3 separate regions of the Mus musculus genome follow, and all the other regions are linked to region 1. A link is a contact called in public Hi-C and capture Hi-C data. All regions are on one chromosome and are shown on one strand. The core of a region is the stretch at or near the end of the contact, and the rest is flanking DNA. Distances in the headings are between cores, read along the strand shown. Region 1 overlaps Camk1d (calcium/calmodulin-dependent protein kinase ID). Region 2 overlaps Camk1d (calcium/calmodulin-dependent protein kinase ID). Region 3 has its middle 43 kb from the start of Gm29857.

Evidence for each region. A called contact is a pair of places that touch in the nucleus more often than the background predicts. Capture Hi-C pulls out chosen DNA fragments and counts their contacts.
Region 2: a contact with region 1 is called in a Hi-C map of bone marrow-derived macrophages, with 2.2 times the contacts expected there. The contact joins two enhancer-like sites. A contact is called at or near these places in 5 of 39 promoter capture datasets (the 3T3-L1 cell line, the HPC-7 cell line, cranial neural crest and 2 more), 7 of 484 Hi-C or Micro-C datasets (bone marrow-derived macrophages, cerebral cortex, lens fibers and 3 more) and 5 of 115 datasets of contacts at active chromatin or transcription factors (the NIH/3T3 cell line, bone marrow-derived macrophages, effector CD8 T cells and 2 more).
Region 3: a capture Hi-C map of bone marrow-derived macrophages shows a contact between it and region 1, with 3 times the contacts expected there. The contact joins two enhancer-like sites. A contact is called at or near these places in 10 of 39 promoter capture datasets (the 3T3-L1 cell line, 3T3-L1-derived adipocytes, embryonic stem cells and 5 more), 1 of 15 datasets of contacts at CTCF or cohesin (the NIH/3T3 cell line), 3 of 484 Hi-C or Micro-C datasets (erythroblasts, granulocytes and uterus), 1 of 115 datasets of contacts at active chromatin or transcription factors (embryonic stem cells) and 1 of 9 other capture datasets (bone marrow-derived macrophages).

What each region holds. Positions count from the first base shown.
Region 1 is chr2:5,696,997-5,700,762 of GRCm38.p6, reverse strand. The region is part of intron 1 of Camk1d (calcium/calmodulin-dependent protein kinase ID); the gene reads left to right. Among named protein-coding and RNA genes, the nearest start is that of Camk1d, 16 kb to the left of the region's middle. Within about 2 kb of position 1,927, at least 18 of the 459 cell types and tissues checked have an H3K27ac peak or open chromatin away from gene starts, as enhancers often do. A contact at or near this core is called in bone marrow-derived macrophages, where this site is marked.
Region 2 is chr2:5,603,767-5,607,532 of GRCm38.p6, reverse strand. All of the region lies in intron 1 of Camk1d (calcium/calmodulin-dependent protein kinase ID), which reads left to right. It also overlaps the pseudogene Gm13216. Among named protein-coding and RNA genes, the nearest start is that of Camk1d, 110 kb to the left of the region's middle. Within about 2 kb of position 1,967, at least 5 of the 459 cell types and tissues checked have an H3K27ac peak or open chromatin away from gene starts, as enhancers often do. A contact at or near this core is called in bone marrow-derived macrophages, where this site is marked.
Region 3 is chr2:5,769,419-5,773,184 of GRCm38.p6, reverse strand. No RefSeq gene overlaps it. Among named protein-coding and RNA genes, the nearest start is that of Gm29857, 43 kb to the right of the region's middle. Within about 2 kb of position 2,019, at least 74 of the 459 cell types and tissues checked have an H3K27ac peak or open chromatin away from gene starts, as enhancers often do. A contact at or near this core is called in bone marrow-derived macrophages, where this site is marked.

The DNA.
Region 1 (3,766 bases), core at 678-3,177:
GGCACTATGTCTCCATCTTCTGTGGTTTGGATCTTAGATGTTTACCAAATATTTCTGTGTTAAAGGCTGGCTCCTGTCTTGATACTGCTGGAAGGTGGTAGACCTTTCAAAAGCTGGGCTCTAGGGAGAGGTCTTTAGGGGTGATGTTGGGACTCCACGCTGTGAATCTATTTTCCTCTTGGGTTTGGCCACCAGGTAAGCATCTGCTCCCCCATCTGCTCCACTATGATATGCTATTTTATGACAGGACTAAAATCAACAGGGCTATCGGCCCCGTACTGCCAAAACTGAGCCCAAGGAGACCCCTTCTCTTGGTCTCTAGTCTTTGTTATAGTGACAGAAAGCTGACTGGTACACTTCCTTGAGAGGATTTTTGGAATCATCGCATCTTGCAATTAGATGGTGGTGTCTTTCTTAGGGCATGGAGAACAAGTCCCCCAGCAATCTTCTTATATAGGCTGTAAAACCAGGAGCCTGGCGATCAAGTGACCTGTCCAAGGTTCCATGAAGAAACCTGACAACACCCAGGTCCGTAGCTCTTTGGCTGAGATTTTTCTTGCCGTGCCTTGTGGGTGTAGACACTGAATGTTGGGAAGCACAAATGCAGCTCTGGTGCAGTCATGGTTCCTAGAGTGCAGGCTGTTTTGTGGGCTTTGCCTTGGTCCTTGCTTTCACACGCTTGTGGCCTTGGGCTTCACGTTGCAGGTGTGAATTCTCCTGTGGATGTGATGGGCTGCTGAGAAATGCTGCGTGGAGTGGATAGTCCTTTTGCTCCCTCTGCCTGCTTTCCTTCCGCTGTGCTGTGTTGTGGATCACAGGTCATGTGTCCCTATCAGCGAGGCAGGCAGAGCTGAGGGTGGGGCATATTGGGTCCCTATGCTACTGTGCTGAGGTGGGTCCCCCGGGGCAGGCCTTACCCATGGACAGAACCTGGCTCAGATGGAATGCCAGTGTCCTTAGTAAATGCTTAAATGCTTGATAGGAATGGGAACGATGAATAGAATCAGGGCAACGTGGTCTCCGATTGGATGGATGACATTCTAATTCCAGCTGTGCCACTTAGAGCTATGAGGGAGGCTGTGACTGAGTCATAGCACCCGAATTGCTTTTTAAATTAATCTTTAAACATTTTGTCTTAAAATTTTTATTACATGTATGTATGTATGTATGTATGTATGCATGCATGCATGCATGTACAGTGGAGGTCAGAGGACAACTTTCAGGAGCTGGCTATTTCCTTGATGTTGTGGGTCATGGGGCTTAAACTCAGGCAGTCATGCTTGGAAGCAGGCACCTCTGGACACCCACTGAGCTGTTTTACTGTCCTCTCTTGCCCTGCATTTTTTGAGACAAGCTCACATGTAGCTCAGGATGACCTTAGACTCAGTTTGTAGCCGAAGCTGAGGATGACCTTGAACTCGGTCCTCCTCTATCTCCCTAAGACTGGATTTAGAGGTACACACCACCATGCCCTGCTTACGTAGCGCTGGGGACCAAACCAAAGTTTGAGCACGACAGGCAAGCATTCTGCTAAGTGGGCTTCATCCCAAACTCCTCAAAGCCCAGAGTTTTTGTTTCTTCATGATGACCTGAAGATAACAGTGTACTATCTTTCCAGCTTATGGTGAGGATCTTATCACAAGAAAAAAAAAAAGAAAGAAAGAAGAGAAAAATTGAGGGATGTAGACATGATTCGTATTATGAGGACAAAGTGAAGAACACAAACTTGAGCTTTGAGCAGGTGGGTGCTAGACTCCATCGTTTGATTACTCTCAGTGGGGAGACCTTGATTCCTTCCTGGGACAGATAGCATGTTTCCAAGAACAAGAAAGCAAGCATTAAAGATCTTTTGCTTATTTCTCTTGTTCCTGTCAAAAGTGACTTAATGGAGGAAGGATGTGTTTTACATCACAGTAGATCATGATGGGGGAAGTCATGACAGACATGCATAAGTATAAGCTAGCTGGTCAGCCATTAGGAAGGAGAGGGGGTGGGGAAGTGCTGTCTGTTGTTTTTCTTCTTAAGCATTCCAGATACCCAGCTCATGAACTGGTGCCACCCACAGGAATCTTTCTCCCTCACTTAAGCCAGTCATGCCTGGAGGCTTGTCTTTAGTTGATTTTACATCCTATCGAGTTGACAATCCTTGTTACTCGACACAAGAGCCCTTTAGAAATCGTTGTCAGAGTGTTGCTTTTGTTGCAACGAGCCTGGAGAAAGAGTGAGGAAGAGATACTGACATCTCATAGCCGTAGGGCTGGAGTTAAGGGGTGGTGGTCACGTGGTTACGGCAGGGAGGAGGTCGACTAGTCATGGTGGGAGCAGTCAATCACTCATCCACTCAACAGTTTCTAAGTGTCCCTGGGGTGAGCAATGCTAGGAGACTCCTGCATGTTATCTCTCTGGCCCGGGATGGCTGCGCTCTGTCATCATAGTGAGGAATATGTTGGGTCCCAATTGCAATCACCAGTCAGTCTATGGCTCCCTCCAGTTGCTCAGATAGTTCAGATGAAAGAAAGGCCACAGTAGCTCTCTGGTCCCTTCCCTTGAGTTCTGTGGCTATGTGAAGCATCCTGTGGTCTTTGCCACCTATGTTCCTTCAAACTTAGACTCACACTAGTGAGGGTCAGTTGTCATGTGTGTGTGTTTGCTCATATATGTTGCTCATATGTAGAAGCTAAAGATCAACTCTAAGTGTGGTTCTAGAAGCTGTCCACTTAGGTTTTTTTTTTTTTTTTTTTTTGTTGTTGTTGTTTGCTTGTTTTGAGATAGGGTCTCTTATTGGCCTAGAACTTGCCAGATAGTCTAGGCTTGGCTAGCCCAGTGAATCTCAGGAGTGCTCCTGTTTCTACCCTGCCAGCAGAGAGGTTACAGTGTGTACCACCGTGTCTGCCTGCCTGTCTTCCTTTCTGTCCCTTTCTTTCTCTTATCTTCTCTCCTTCCCTCTCTCCTCCTCTTTCTTCCTTCCTTCCTTCCTTCCTTCCTTCCTTCCTTTCTTTCTTTCTTTCTTTCTTTCTTTCTTTCTTTCTTTCTTTCTTTCTTTCTTTCTTTCTTTCTTTCTTTCTTTCTTTCTTTCTCCCTCCCTCCCTCCCTCCCTCCCTTCCTTCCTTCCTTCCTTCCTTCCTTCTTCCTCCCCACTTCTTCCCTCCCTGTAACTGAACCCAGACCTTATGCATCCTATTAGATGCTCTGAAACTGAGCTCTGTGTCCCCAGCAGTTGTTTTGTTCTTCTGTGCAATTTTCTCTGGAATTTGTTACCCAAAGCCCTTTCCACACAGACACACATGTTCTTACACTCATTGCTTCTTCATTCCGCCCTCCTCCCCAAATGCATGGAACACCCAGCACTGCAGAGTTTCCTAAGCAGTGCAAGTTCCTCTGTGGTCACTGGAGGAACCTGCTTTCCTGAATGCTTTTTCTGCTGATTAGCCATTGAGAATCTCCTCTCCCGTCTTCTTCTTCTGGATCTTTCAATCACTGCTGTTTTCCAGCTGTGGATTACTCTGTTAAGATTAGCCAGTGGGAAGTTTTAATCCATGGGTTTTGCCTCAATTCCTTGACTGTGCAGAGAAAGATGAGTTGTGGGAGAAATAAATTTAGGATATACTTTAGGACTTGAAAGCAGCTCTTAGCTCCATAGTGTGGAAGGTAAGCATGAAAGGTAAATGATTGTGAATGACTCCACCCTTCTAGCAGCTGGGTAGCCAAGGCTGGCTGTGTCTGTGGCATCTCTGATTTTCTGCTGCAGGCCTGCTTAGCAGCAGTC
Region 2 (3,766 bases), core at 718-3,217, 93 kb after region 1:
GTGTGGCTGCTCCTGCTGCACTATGGAATCTGGGTGTTAAATGCAGGCTTAATGAGCCTTCTCCTTAGACCTTTCATATAGAGTCATACTAACAAATTTGTATGGCATTATGATATATTTTCTGAGCCCCACAGTCATCTCCTTTTTGTGGTGCCACTTCTACAAAAAGCCCTCTCCTATCCTCTAGTCTGTGCCTCTAAAATGAGTCTTGCCGGTGTCCCCAGTAAGAGGTGGCAGCAGAGCTGGCCAGATGATCGCAGTGAGGGCCGAGGATGCTAAACTGAAGACTATAGAGGAAGATGCTCTTGGTGACCTTGGAGAAGATGCAGCTGGTGCCGCCAGGCTACCCACCTGCAGCTGGGAACATGGGAGGATGGAGGAGGACATCCGGTGCTTGCTTATTTGTCGCCACCTTATTCTTTTGAGGCAGGGCCTCTCACTGAGCAGAAGCTCCCAGCTCTGACTGCACTGGCTGGCTGGCTAGAGAGCTTCCAGGGTCTCCCCGTCTCCACCTTCCAGTGCACAGGTTATGGGTACCTGCAGCCAGGCCTGGATTTTTACATAGGTGCTGCAAATGTAAACTCAGGTCTTCCTGCTTGCACAGCACATATTCCTACCTACAGAGCGAGCCATTTCTCCATACATCCCTGTTCCTGTGTAACTTCAGGCCTCCCGTTGTATGGCGGCTGAGAAGGGACTTTCTTTTGTATTTTATCTTGTGAATAGAGTTTACTGTGTCTCTTTGGCAGAGTAGAGGACAGGGACAAGTGACAGCTGTGCGGAGATAAACAGAGGACCCGGGTATAGTGATTCATGCTGTAATCCTAGCATCTGGGAGACCGAGGCAAGGAGGCCTGGAGTGAGTTTGAGGTCAGCCTGAAATATAAGGCCACCCAGTGAATTCCAAGCCATTGAGGCCTATAGAGTGAGCATCTGTCTCAAAAACAAAATCAAAGAAAAACAACAATAAAAGATAAACAGATGATGAGTTCTTGAGCGAAAGTAAAAAGATTAATTATACCTTATGGCGTAGAAGTGTACCTGTCCTGTCAACTTTCCTGTGAATCCCTATTTATTTATTTATTTATTTATTTATTTATTTATTTATTTAGTTATTTCTCCATGTTAGAGATCAAGCCCAGGGTCTCGTTCATGCTCTCTTGTGAGTGAACTAAATCCTCAGTGATATATTGACAATGTCTGGAATGTCTGTGTGTGTATGAGTGTGTACAGCATGGGTGAGTGCGTGTGTGTGTGATGTGTGTGATGTGTGTGTTGGGGGTGGGAGGTGCATGTATTTTAAATCTTTTCCCTTTTCCTTCATACTCCTGATAGAATAGGTTTTAAGTTGCCTGTTGGGGATGGGGTAGGAACAGCTGGGTGTCAGCTGGGCTCCTGCATGGTGAGGTGACAATCTATTCATGTTGTGTCTTCAGAATCTAAGCTCTAGGAAGATAAATGGAAAATGCACATTGATTTACAATGTGAGGATTGCAGGTTTGCACAGCATGAGGAAGTAAGACAGTTGGGGAGCTGGAAGAATCGCCTATGATACTGATCATGGGACTTGAGGCCTCCGGTTTATTTCGGGCCTCCTAGTCAGGGGGGAGAGAGATAGTGCTGTAGAATCTAGGAGGAGCAATGGGGACCCTGGCAAGGTCATGTGTCACAGGCCTAGAAGGTATCGTGCTGTTCCTGACAAGACGGAATCTCAGCCATTTATAGTATGGTACATCTGATGAAGATAAATACTAGAAGAAGCTTAAATTTCATTATAGAGCCAGATTACCTGTTGGGGATTAGTACTGGAAAATGTCGGATCCCGAGCCAAGCTTCTCTGAGTTTATTCCTGTATGCAGCTTAGTTTTGAGTCACTTCCTTATCAGCTGGTGTGTACATGCTAGTGTGTGTGTGTGTGGGGGGGGGCTTGAGTACACTCTAATTTGTAATATAAATATGGTATGTGTACACGCACACATTCTCTGCAAGAAAATCATAGGTCCACAGGGAGGGGTGTGGCTGCCCTCTCTCTCCCCTTCTTCCTGTGCCCATAAAGCCACGTACGTGCCCCTGTGTTTATTTCCAGCCTTCCTTCCCTTGAATTTTCCTGTGGCTTTCACTTTTCTTGCTTTGGCTAATTAAGAACTATCTCATTGATATGAATTGAGACCTAGTAATAGAATAAATGTTAAAGACAGGGTAGGGATGAGTCCAGTAGGAGGGCTCTGACTTATGGAAAACCTTATTTATGTCCAAAATAATTTCAATAGAAAAATGAATCTAGGCGTTTGTGGGTCTATATAAGCTTAGATTCTAGTCTCTTTGATTTTAAAGAGCTTATTATATTATGTGTGTAAACATTTTGCCTGCCTGTTTGTATGTGCGCCACAGGCATGCCTGGTGTCCATGGAAGTCAGAAGTGGCACTGGGTCTCCTAGATACAGAGTTCCAGAAGGTTGTGAGCTGTCATCTGCGAGCTGGGACTCGGACCCAGGGCCTCTGCAGGAGCACCAGGCACTCTTCACTGCTGAGCGTCCCTGCCTCTTAAGTGAATTATAAAGCAAGCATTAGCAGTTCACTTCAGCCCACCACTAACTCTCTGTCTTTCTTCCCTTTCATCCCCTCTCCTTCCTTTCCCATCCTCAACTTGTTTGTTTACTAAAACCTCAGATGCTAGCACATACTTTTTCTTCTTCTAATTGTCCTGCCTCCAGATGACCTTACGATGTTGTCAGATGTAATGGCATCAGTTTTAGAACTCTCTAGAATGACAAACATATCAGGGGATATTTCCAATTTCTTCAAACGATAGATTCCCTTTTTAATGCTCTAAGACACTTGTCTTTCAGTGAGTCTATTCTTTTGAGTTTAAAAAAATGTTTACCATTTAAAACCAAAGGCCATTTTCTAGTAAGTGCAGCAAAAATATTTATCACTGTTGGAAATGTGGAATTTCGGAATGGTTTCTTGAGGGTGTTTTAGCATGTTCTGAAAAGATGAAAATGCTGAACTCTGTTGTGCTGATAGAATGCAGGGAGGACGAGAGTCTGGGAGTATCTCTCGCTGTCAGGTAAGAATTTAATATGAAGTATTCATGCTCACCTATTGTAGGTAAGGTATTTTCCCCTCTTAAATATTCCTTTACATGTCTGGTATCTTAAGCATTTCTGTATTATTTAAGGGTTATTGATAAGTGTAGCATCAGTAACATACCTCAGTTGTTAAGCGTGTAATTAAATTTATGTTGAATTTTCCTTTTTTCTTTTTTTTTTTTTTTAAAGAGGGCAACGGACAAAGGCTTGTTTTATCTTAATGACTGATCCACGTGAGGCCACAGCCAGGCCGCTATGTACAGACACAAGGCAAGCTTTATTTCTTGGTCTCTTCCTCCTTGGACAGCGCGTCTTGATGATCTCTTCCTTCTTGGCCTGGAGGCGCTCCTCCCGGCGCTTTCGTGCTTCTTTGGTCTTAGACCTGCAAGACTCAGCCTGGTCAGCGAGGAGCTTCTTGCAGGTCTTGTCTGCCTTTAGCTTGTGGATATGCTCCATGAGGATCCACTTGTTTTTGAACACATTCCCTTTGACCTTCAGGTACAGGCTGTGATACATATGGCGGTCAGTCATCTTGGATTCCTGGTATCTCCTGAGAAGCGGGTGCAGGATCCTCATCCTTCTCATCCAGGTCACCTTCTCAGGCATCCGAGCATTGGCAGTACCCTTCCTCTTCCCTATGCCCATATGCCTGCCCTTCCGTCGGGCCAGGGTGC
Region 3 (3,766 bases), core at 770-3,269, 72 kb before region 1:
ACCTGCCTGATGTCTGTGGCCTTCCATGTTATACTTCTCTAGCTTTCAGATAGCTAAAGTCAGATGCTCTCCTGACCCAGACATCACTTACTCTCAGGTACTCCCCGAATCTCTCCCTGGAAGTTGATTTGGGATCATACAAAAGCTTTGCTCTGTTTCCTCTGTCATCCTGTGGGCTCTACAAAGCCATCTTCACATTGGGTGCATGTCAGTGGGTAGTTGACAATTGTTACCTCTTACTCTGAAGAACAGAATGCATGGAGTTGGGATAAGAATTCTGATTAAACTTTCTGTAATACAACCAAGCAAGTGATTATTCAATGACACTGTGGTCTGGACCTTAGCTTCTTCTGTTCATCAGTATGAGATACGTCAACTGCCAGACAGCCTCAAACCTCCTTTGAGTATCTTCCATGTACTTGACTCTGTGAAGGACAAGAAGGACTTGCAAAGCTTTAGTGGGGAAGTTGTGTTATTTTGCAAGCTCTCTATTGCAATGCTATAGCTTGTCTGGTGAATGTCCCTTAAGTCCACCCCTCATACAAACAGGAAGGAAAAGCCTGTGAGTCTTGTGCTAGTCAATGTTCTTCTGCAAAACTGTAAAAGGTTCGTATGTTGCAGGCATGAAGTAACAATATTATCTACAAAGGTCATGCTTGAAAAAAAAGTGCAAATTACCAAAAAAAAAAAAATTACAAAAAGTCTTGAGACTGAGGTGAAAAACTGCAGAAATGCTTTGCATCAATAGCATGAGGGTCTGTGTTCACTCTCTCAAAATTTACATTTAAAAACTGGGCATGCAAGGTGGGGGACACCTGAGGAGGACCCCACCCACTCAGAGGAGAAGGGGACAGGGGATGGGGATGGGTTGTGGAGGGTGTGATGGGGAGGGAGGGGCAGTGAGTGGGATGTAAAGTGAATAAGTAAAAAATGAAATGTAATGAAATAAAAATAAAAGAATATGTGGAACACACACACACACACACAAACTGGACACAGTGGTGTGTACCAGGGAGGCAGAGAAAGATGGATTCCTGTGCCTCAGTGCCCAGTCAGTATAACCTACTTGATGTCTATCAAACCAATGAGAAAGCCTGTTTCAACAAACAAGAGGGGGAAGGCATCTGAAGAATGACAGTTCGGGTTTTCCTCAGGCCTCCACATTCACACACACACACACACACACACACACACACACACACACACACCCCTTAATGCTTTAACTAAATTTCTAAATTTGTGCAGACCTACAGGTTAGACATGCTTATAGAATCCTGGTCCCCACTGGGCACTATTGGGAGGTGGCAGAAACTTTAAGAGATTGGGCCTAGTGCAATGCCTCAGAACATTAGATTACTGCCCTTGAAGGGGGCTGGGAAATCCTGGCTTCTCTCTCTTATGTGCTAGTCCTAGGGAGAGTTACTTAGCTCTACCACACACTTTCACCTTGATGTGGTACCTTACTGGAGGTCCAAAGCTATAGGCACAATTGTCCTGGACAAGAACATCAAATCTATGATCCAAGCCTTTTCTTTGTAAGGTAGTGGTGGTTTCAGGTGTTTGTTATGGCAACTGCATCCCAACTAATGGTGAATTTGAGAGTCTGTCTGCTGTGAGGCTGGGTGAGGTAATAAAATACTAACATTGCCTAGGTCTATGACACTCTCTACAAGCATGTTGGTATTGTAACCACACAAAATACAGAGCTTAGCACCACCTCTAACCAGTGTGGTGTTCTGTCAAACCCTTAACACTGATATCCACTGACAGCACTGTGGAACCTTCCTTAGCTTCGATCCTGGTCGCCCTGGTGCAGTCAGTTATGGGAAGTTTTCTTACATGAGTGGATCACCTGCAGCTGGTTCTCATAAGATCCACAGGGATGACCTTGGTTAATAATTTCTGAAAAACAAAATAAGTAGGAACCAGGATCCACATGCTCAGGCTCCCTTCGGGGCTGTGTGAAAACCTTCCATGACCACATGTGGAACACACTCTTCCCTTTAAACCATCCAGACAGGAAACGGAGCAACAGGGCCCAGGCCCTGACTCGCTGGGTGAAGCTTCTCCAATAAAAGGGGTGTACACTGTCATTTAAAGAATATCTTTCGTAAAACTGCTGAGTTACTTCCTCAAATTTTCTTCCTTTTTTTCTAAAGATTGCTGACTTTGGGGTGAAGAAATCACAACTGCTAACTCTTAGATCCCCGGAAGAGTGTTATGGGCTCTTTCTTAGTTCTTAGTTGGAAGGAAAAGCTCCGGATGTTTTGTCCACTACAGATAATTTTGGGAAACATTTAGTCTGTGGCTTCTTCCACGTTGCTAAGAGACTTACCACAAGATGGCGCCTGGCTTAGTTAATGAAAGGCTTTCCCTACTTTTAGGTCCTTGTACTTGGAGTGGAGACACTTGGCAGAGCTGATGATGTTGTTTCCATGGAGACAAAAGTCTGAATCACTGTATGAGTTTTTAATGATGGAGACTCTCCTCTTATATCCTTTAACTATGCTGTGCCTTCCAACTAAATTTTTCCTATTAACAGCAGCTAAAGTGACACCTGGCTTGTGACTGAAGACACTGGATCTTCTCCCCAGGTCCCAGTGGAGTAAGAGGGCCATGTGCTCTGTCCTCTCTCTGTTGTGTTTTGTAGTTGTTGATTTAAACCTCAGACCCTTGGTTTCCTTAATTCAAGTGTTTGTTATAGTAACTGCATCCCAACTAACGGTGAATTTGGGAGTTTTTCTGCTGTTCCTTAATTAAACATGGGGAGATTGGCAGTATAACTAGGAAACTCAGTGGAGCTGTAATAACTCATTTGTGTAAGGAAGGCTGACTCTGAACTCTAAGGTAAGTGATGTTAGCTACATAAACCCCAACAAGCCTGTTAGCATATCACTGGATGTTCCTGGATTAGCAGATGAATCAGAAATTAAGCCAGTCTAGCAGTCACAGATTTTTCAATTCTGGGACAGAACCACTTTTTCCTTTTCTCTTTCTTTTTGTTGGGGTGGAGGGAGGTTTCGAGACAGGATTTCTCTGTGTAGCCCTGGCTGTCCTGGAATCTTCTTTGTAGAGCAAGCTGGTCTTGAACTCACAGATGTCAACTACTTCTGCCTCCTCAGTGCTGCACTCAAAGGCCTGAACCACCACATTTTTTGATATTTGTTGTGAGAGTGGAATGAGAGGCATGTGTCCTTAAAGTGAAATAAACCTCTCTCTAGTACATCCCTGTTGCTATGTGGCAAGGCTCTACTGTCTTTCTGGATCCAGAACCAGCATCATTGGGTATGAAACTATCTCTGGGGAAGTGAATCTGCCCAGCTCTTATCAGCCTCTGGTTAGGACTTCCTGAATATGACACAATGTCCTGGGGGAAGGGAGGCCTGCAGCTCTTATCTTTATCTCTCATCTGACACCAGGGCATTCTTGTGGCCAAGGCCAATGATGATGTTGTTTCCAGGCAGGAGCCCTGGAAACAGAAGGTGGGTATAAGAGTGTATGTTGTGGGTGTAAATCCTTAGAATTGTTGTTCTTCTAAGGGGTCATGTTCAGAATTCATTAAGAGGTAGACCAGTTAGCTCTATGGTTGCTGAGGGTCCTACTCAATAAGAAACATCAAAATAACACAGGGGTTGTAACAAGATAGAATGTTGTACTTTTCAGACCTTGTTTATTTGTTTATTTTGAATTCATGAACTCACTATGTAATCAAGGATGATTTTGAACCCCTAATCCTTCCACCTCGACCTCCCAAGTTCTGGGTTTA